Regions from separate parts of the Mus musculus genome. Here region 2 is linked to region 1. Evidence: chromatin contacts called from public promoter capture Hi-C data. All regions are on one chromosome and are shown on one strand. The core of a region is the stretch at or near the end of the contact, and the rest is flanking DNA. Distances in the headings are between cores, read along the strand shown.

Evidence for each region. Promoter capture Hi-C pulls out the DNA fragments that hold promoters and counts their contacts.
Region 2: a contact with region 1 is called in a promoter capture Hi-C map of liver, with 4 times the contacts expected there. The contact joins the promoter of Wdr41 here to the promoter of Zfyve16 in region 1. A contact is called at or near these places in 2 of 39 promoter capture datasets (liver and pre-B cells).

Annotation. Positions count from the first base shown.
Region 1 is chr13:92,529,216-92,533,001 of GRCm38.p6, reverse strand. Zfyve16 (zinc finger, FYVE domain containing 16) reads left to right here and starts at 2,192. Exons shown (of 18, transcript NM_173392.4): 1 at 2,192-2,303.
Region 2 is chr13:94,974,343-94,978,128 of GRCm38.p6, reverse strand. It overlaps Wdr41 (WD repeat domain 41), which reads right to left and starts at 1,785. Exons shown (of 14, transcript NM_172590.3): 1 at 1,540-1,785. The coding sequence starts at 1,590.

The DNA of each region.
Region 1 (3,786 bases), core at 943-3,442:
TGCTGCCTTGTAAGTTCTGAGCCTTGAACCTGGATCCTCTGAAAGAGCTACTACGTGATGAGCCACCTCTCCAGCCCCAGAAAGTCCATTTTAAAATATGCCTGAAGGCTATTGATATGCCACAGTCATAGAGCACTGGTATACTGTCTTAGTTATGGCTTTGTTGCTGTGAAAGACACCATGACCACGGCAACTCTTATAGAGACAACATTTAATTGGGGCTGGCTTACAGGTTCAGAGATTCAGTCCATTAACATTAAGGCAGGGACATGGCAGCATCTAGGCAGAAGTGATGCAGGCGGAGCTGAGAGTTCTACATCTTCATCTGAAGGCTGCTAGTGGAAGACTGACTTCTAGGCAGCTAGATTGAGGATGTTAAATGCCCACACTCACATTGACACACCTACTCCAGCAAGGCCACACCTACTCCAATAGGGCCAAACTTTCTAATCGTGCCACTCCCTGAGCTGAGCATACACAAACCATAAAACATACCAACATGAATAGAATCCAACAATTCATGAAAAGGACTGAGCCAATAGGATCATCAGTGATTCAATTGTGCTATGTGGATATCTCAGGTTACACATTATTCGTATCATACTCTTACTAAGAGAGTGTCTAGCTTTCAGTAACAAAGCTAATGAGTGGCAGAACTAGAATTCAAATTCAGGTAGTGAAAAAAGAAGGAGGAAATAGGGGACTGGATTCATAGTTTCAATATCAAGAACATACTTCAAGAATAGGAGTGAGGCAAGAAAGACAGACAGACTGCTCTCCCTCTCAGGTCCCCATTGGTTTCTGTCTTTCCTTCTGGAAGTTCTGTCTTTACCTTGCTTCTCCTTACAGGTGTTCCTGGGGAGGGAATTTGGGCTACTGTACCTGGCTACTAAGCAGGTTCTTTCAAAAGTCCTACTTTATATGTGAATTTGTGTTAACTTATATCCACACCAGGATATGAGAGTATCCACACTATTCTCACCAATGAATTCATCTATAAATTAAGCAAATTGGTAAAACAGATTTATGGAGAATACACTGTTTCTGCTATATTAAGTTTGAACATCAATAAAATGTGGTAGACATGCTATTTTGTGAACTGATTTGCATATACTTTAAAATGTTGTTTTGTTCATTTAAAATAACTCTTATTTGTCCTTACATTGTACTATATACTTTTGCCCCTAATTTGTATGCACAAGCCACTGCTTCTGAATTGAGGTTCCAAAAAGACGACGGCCCCATTTTATCTGTGACAGTGTCCAACGTATAAAAGTGAAAATACACACTGTACTTTGTAGAATTATTCTTATATTTTTGGTTGTGAGACTAGCCTTTAACGGCTGAGCCATCTCTCCAGCCCTTGTGGAATTATTCTTAAGATTAATTAGCTAATGTAAGCGAAGCATCTCTTTTGCATTGTCTGTCAAAGAACAGGCCAGTCACCTTACACAACCAAAAGTTTTGCTCTTGGCAAAAATCAGAGTTTAGAAGGGGAACCAGAAGTAGAGATGCAGAATCTCTGAAAGATAAACTACAGTTGCCAATTACTGAATTGAGGACCTGAGCTCTGACTGTGAAGTCTCTTGAGTACAAATCACAGCAGCGATAACGCTTGTAATCTCTCGAAAGCCTAGGCGAGCCAGCAGTCCCCAAGCTGGTCCGGATACTAATTTTCTCTTCGCTCTCTTTGAATTTTAGAAAACTCGTGGTGAAAATGCGAAGGCCGAAGCAGAGAGCGCGCGCGAGGCATCGGGCATCTCCTTCCGAGAGGGTAGCTGGCTTCTGGTTTTAGACAGCAGCCGCTCTGGAGGCTACAGAGGGTTGGAAATGCAGAAGTACAGCCAGAAGTGCAGGGCGGCGTCGGCCAATCCGCTCACCCAAGGACCGGCATTTAGGAGCTGCCCGGAGGTGAGATACAGTGTCGGCCGCTGGATTTGGCTGGTGCAAACCGGAGTGCCGGGTCAGCTGAGCTGTGGCACTAGTCACCTCCTGAGGCCAGCAGAAGAGCGTCCTTGGAACAGCGTCCGAGCGCAGGATCCCAACGGAGTCGCCTGGCCACTTCCGGCGCGCCCGCGTGGACTGGCTCGGACCCGAGCAGCGCGCATGCGCATAGATCAAGCCTCCCGGAGGGGGCGTGGCAGCGGGAAGCATTCTCTGCGCCTGCGCCCTTCTCTGCTAGGTCGGCTGGGGACGAGCTCTAGGCTGGCGTCGCGCTGTCCTGGGTGTCGTGGCCGGGTTACTCTTCACGCCTCACTGCGGCGTCGCGTCGAGTCCCCGAGAGCTCGGCGGGGTGTGGGGAGGTAAGAGCCTCGGAGCCGCCACCGGCCTCTCCTCAGCGTACTGCGGGCGGAGGGGCGGGGCGGCCTCGGACTCGCTAGGCTGCGACGGCCCGGCCTCGCCTTCCTCCGGGACCCGCCTGCCACCCTGGGCTCTGTGCGGCCGAGATACCCGACCCCATCGCGGGCTGGGCTGGGCCGGGTCGGGCCGCACTGGATCCCGCGAGTCCCCGCGGCGCCTGTTGTCGCCGCCTCCTCCGTTTCACTGATGCCTCAGTGTTCGCTCGCTGTCTTTGGTGCCTCTGAAGAGATGACCTTAACTTTTAACAGTTAACCTGTTTGTGCGACCGTGATTGCAATTTGTTACATTCCAGACTCATGTTCTTGGTTAGCCATGTCAGAAAACCAGCCCGTAAATTTAAATATTAACTTCATCTTTTAATTCAAAGAATAAGTTGGTGATGTCATCCGGTTCCGTCACTTACTCGGCTGAGTTTGGCATTTCTCGAGTTGGCAAAAGTTTAGTGGTTTGATCGTGTCTGTCCGATTTTTCACATAACTTCTTTTTTCCCCCTTCTCTTTGATATTAAACTACACATTTAGTGGCAAGCTATTTAAAAATTAGAGGAGGGAATTAGGAATGAGCTAGTCACCATTCCACCGTGCAAAAGTAACCAGCCGCTTACCATTTTGACATTTTTCTTTGTCCTTTTTTTTTTTTTTTTTTTTTTTTTTTGGCCCCTGTTGCATTTTAAACTTAAAATGATAAGAGTGTTGCTCACCTTTCCCATGTTTTTAAAAGCTGTACACATATACCCATTACATTTTTTTACTATACACATAATAATATGAGCAAAAACAATCTTTTGAAGTAGCTACCTTACAAATAAAACTAATTTTTTTGTCCCCAGTCATAATGCCAATTACACATAGTATCCTATATGGTTGAAGATAATGACAATTGAAAAATATTCAAGAAAATGTAATTGTTAATGCAGAATATTTACCATTTTGAAAATTAAAACTCTGGAAATTCTTTTTTTTCTTCACATATTCACTTAAAAATAGTCATACAATGAAGCAAATACTTTATTATATTAAAAAATCTTGGTTGTTTTTAAATTCTAATTCTAATGTACATTGAACATTTTCTTCATGATCATATTACTGTCTTTCACAATTTTATACCCCTTACAGTCTAGTGTCCAACTGCCTTCTAATATATTTTTATTATTTTTATATTGTTAGAATATTTTATATCATTTTTAAGGAAAATAATAAAATTATCTCCTTTTCTCTTTTTAAGTAAAATGTAGAGAGACATAATTTAGCTTTGAAAGGCTTACATAATCCCTACACTAGATTTAGTTTAGTACTTGTTCCTCCGTATTTTCCCCCTTGCTAATACTATTTTAACAATTTTTGTGGAAAATGGATTTATGTTGTACAGAGTTTTGTGATTTTCTTTCTTTCAGCGTTGTGTATTGGATAGTTCTACAGAAGTATG
Region 2 (3,786 bases), core at 536-3,035, 2.4 Mb before region 1:
ATGACCTGAGCTCCGTCCCGGGGACCCTCATGATGGAAGGAAAGGAACTGACCCCTACAAGCTATCATGTACATTCTCTCTCACACACATTCACATACTCTCTCACACATACACGCATACTTACACACATGCAAACACAATGCTTTCAGACAGACATATGCAAACACAGATGCATACACTCAAACATTCAACATGTGCACTCCCACACAGAAACACACGCATAAACACACATAAACACACACACACACACGCTTTGTTAGAAACAAAGCTGCAGACTAAATGAATCAAATACAGACAAACGCAGCCCACTGCAAGCACTCAGATGTCTGCTTTAATGATTAAATGTAGTAGTGAAAGCAGACTCATGTGTCCTCTGGGCGACAAGACTGGGGGACAGGTCCTGCATGCAGAGTCCTCCAGAAGGCAGCACAGCAGCCTGTGCTAACGACACACACCTCGTAACTTAACTCTACAGGGGAAGTCTCAATTGGCCCCCTTTCTGGAGGCAAATTCAGTACAATTTCACCATAAGAAGCTTTGTTCTTAACCAAGGTTTCTTAAGTCTGACAAGCGAGTTTGGACTACGTTAAGTTTCTGTTCCTGAGACCTCTCCTGGGTGTTAGGATAGACAGCAGCATCCTTCTTCTATACACAGTGCCCCCATCACACCTACCCATGGCCAACAGTAGACACTGTACTATCCTCTGGGGACAAGATTACCCCAGGACTGAGAATCACTTAGACTGGAAGGCTGACTGTAATTCATAAGTAATGTTCTCTCATTCATTAGGAAAAATCACCAGCTCTTATAGTGTACATATTCAAGGCAGTTACACAATTGAAGTACTTTTGTGTGGAAAAGAAAACGTAAGATCCAGCATGCTATCCCATGGTGATGGTTTTGCATTTATCTGGTCTCTTTTCTAGCTGTCACTCAATTATGTGAGAGTTTTACCAGGTATGACAGAACTGAATAAAATAGTGTATTCACTAAATAAGCAAATAGTCAAATATATGTTATGTGTCCATTCAATAATCCACAATTCTTCCATAACCCTAAGGACTTCAAATTATATAAAATAAGTGATTTAAAAAAATCACGTGTCAATGTCAAAGCTATGAGGAAGTTAAAACTGCCAAGTTTGCAATAATCCAAACTGTAAAATGCTTCCTATAAGGAAGGAAGTGTAACACAAATTGTTGTGTGGCACATGAAGTAAATTTCAGATGTCAACATTTTTAAGGTGACAAAATTATTTTTTCAATGTGACGATGAGACCATACATGTACTAAATAAACAGAAATCATTTTCTCACTTAGCTTCTCGGAAAGCAACTAGTTAAATTTACGTTCCTTAAGCAAATTCGAGTCCCGGCTGAGAAGACTTATCGGTTCAAATAAATCAAGAGTGGCAGTCACTCCTGCTGGTTTGTAGTTAAGTCCCAGTTTCTTAGCAGAGGCCAGGTGGCCCTGAGCAGCCGCTTCCGGCGCTCGCCGCAGGCCCCGCCCCGGCCCCGCCCCCGGGCCCCCGCGCATTACCTCGGCTAGGCCCTGCGGCTCGCGGCCTCCTCCGATCAGCCAGCGCAGCATCGGGCCGGGGCGTCCGCGGCCCACGGAGCGAGGGCCGCCGCGGCGCAGGTGCTGGGGCTGCGGCCGAGTGAGCCTGGGGCGAGGCAGCGGGAAAACAGAAGTCTCGTTGGGGCGCCCGCACTGAAGGCCGCGACGGCGGAGGCGGAGGTTCCGCGTCCCCAGTGAGCACGCGCGTGGGCGCCGCGCGGTTGGCGCAAGAGCTCAGGTCGCTCGGGCGCCCCCTAGTGGGCGTGCGCTGCGGCCATGTCGCCGCAGGACCAGCGCTTGTCTAAATCCTGTGTAGCTACGGCGCCCCTTAAACACACTAGCAAGTCTCCTGGTTTCCCAACAGCCAGATGGAGAGGGTGTGCCTGCAGTAGACTTCTGCTCCTGGACGAATCTAGTGGCGTTCTTGTACACCAAGCAGCCAACATTGTGTGCCACAGAATAAGGACTGTACCAAACCCTAACGCCTCCCTTTTTACAGACCAAGAAACTGACCCGCTTAAAGATTAAGTAATGTGTCTAAAGATAAAAGCCAGCAGGTGGCCATGATGGAATTAAGACTTGCTCGGTAAACTTCAAAACCGGTTCTTACACATTGCCTGGACTGTCTTCCAAAGCAGGAAGTATAAAGCGAAGGAATCCGTTCCCTGGCTGTGCTGCTGAAACATGGAGCGACATTTCTAGCTCCAAACATTCTATGTCAGCCTCTAAATTTTCTTAATAGTTACACGACTGGTTATACAACCTGGCTTCGTATCAAAAATTACCTGGACACTTTTGAAAATGTAGACTAGGAAAAGCAATCTCTAGTTGGCACATAGAAATCAAAGTTTGAGGGGACTAATATCCAATATATATATAAAAAACCCAAGAAGGTAGACTCCAGAAAATCAAATAACCCCATTAAAAATGGGGCTCAAAGCTAAACAAAGAATTCTCATCTGAGGAATACCGAATGGCTGAGAAGCACCTGAAAAAAATGTTCAACATCCTTAATCATCAGGGAAATGCAAATCAAAACAACCCTGAGATTCCACCTCTCAACAGTCAGAATGGCTAAGATCAGGTGACAGCAGATGCTGGTGAGGATGTGGAGAAAGAGGAACACTCCTCCATTGTTGGTGGGATTGCAAGCTTGTACAACCACTCTGGAAATCAGTCTGGCAGTTCCTCAGAAAATTGGACATGGTACTATCGGAGGATCCCACAGTACCTCTCCTGGCCATATATCCAGAAGATGTTCCAACTAGTAAGAAAGATACATGCTCCACTATGTTCATAGCAGCCTTATTTATAATAGCCAGAAGCTGGAAAGAACCCAGATGCCCCTCAACAGAGGAATGGATACAAAAAATGTGGTACATTTACACAATGGAGTACTACTCAGCTATTAAAAAGAATGAATTTATGAAATTCCTAGGCAAATGGATGGATCTGGAGGGCATTATCCTGAGTGAAGTAACTCAATCACAAAAGAACTCAAATGATATGTACTCACTGATAAGTGGATCTTAGCCTAGAAACTTAGAATACCCAAGATATAAGTTACAATTTGCAAAACACATGAAACTCAAGAACAATGAAGACCAAAGTGTGGACACTTTGCCCCTTCTTAGAATTGGGAACAAAATACCCATGGAAGGAGTTACAGAGACACAGTTTGGAGCTGAGACGAAAGGATGGACCATCTAGAGACTGCCATATCCAGGGATCCATCCCAAAATCAGCCTCCAAACGCTGACACCATTTCATACACTAGCAAGATTTTGCTGAAAGGACCCAGATAGAGCTGTCTCTTGTGTGACTATGCCAGGGCCTAGCAAACACAGAAGTGGATGCTCAGGGTCAGCTATTGGATGGAGCACAGGGCCCCCAATGGAGGAGCTAGAGAAAGTAACCAAGGAGCTAAAGGGATCTGCAACCCTATAGGTTGATCAACAATATGAACTACCCAGTACCCCCCAGAGCTCCTGTCTCTAGCTGCATATGTAGCAGAAGATGGCCTAGTCGGCCATCAGTGGAAAGAGAGGCCCATTGGTCGTGCAAACTTTATCTGTCTCAGTACAGGGGAAGGCCAGGGCCAAGAAGTGGGAGTGGGTGGGTGGGGGAGTGGATGGGGGAGCATGTGGGGGACTTTTGGGATAGCATTGGAAATGTAAATGAAATAAATACCTAATTAAAAAAAAAAAGAAATCAAAGTTTGGAGTGCGT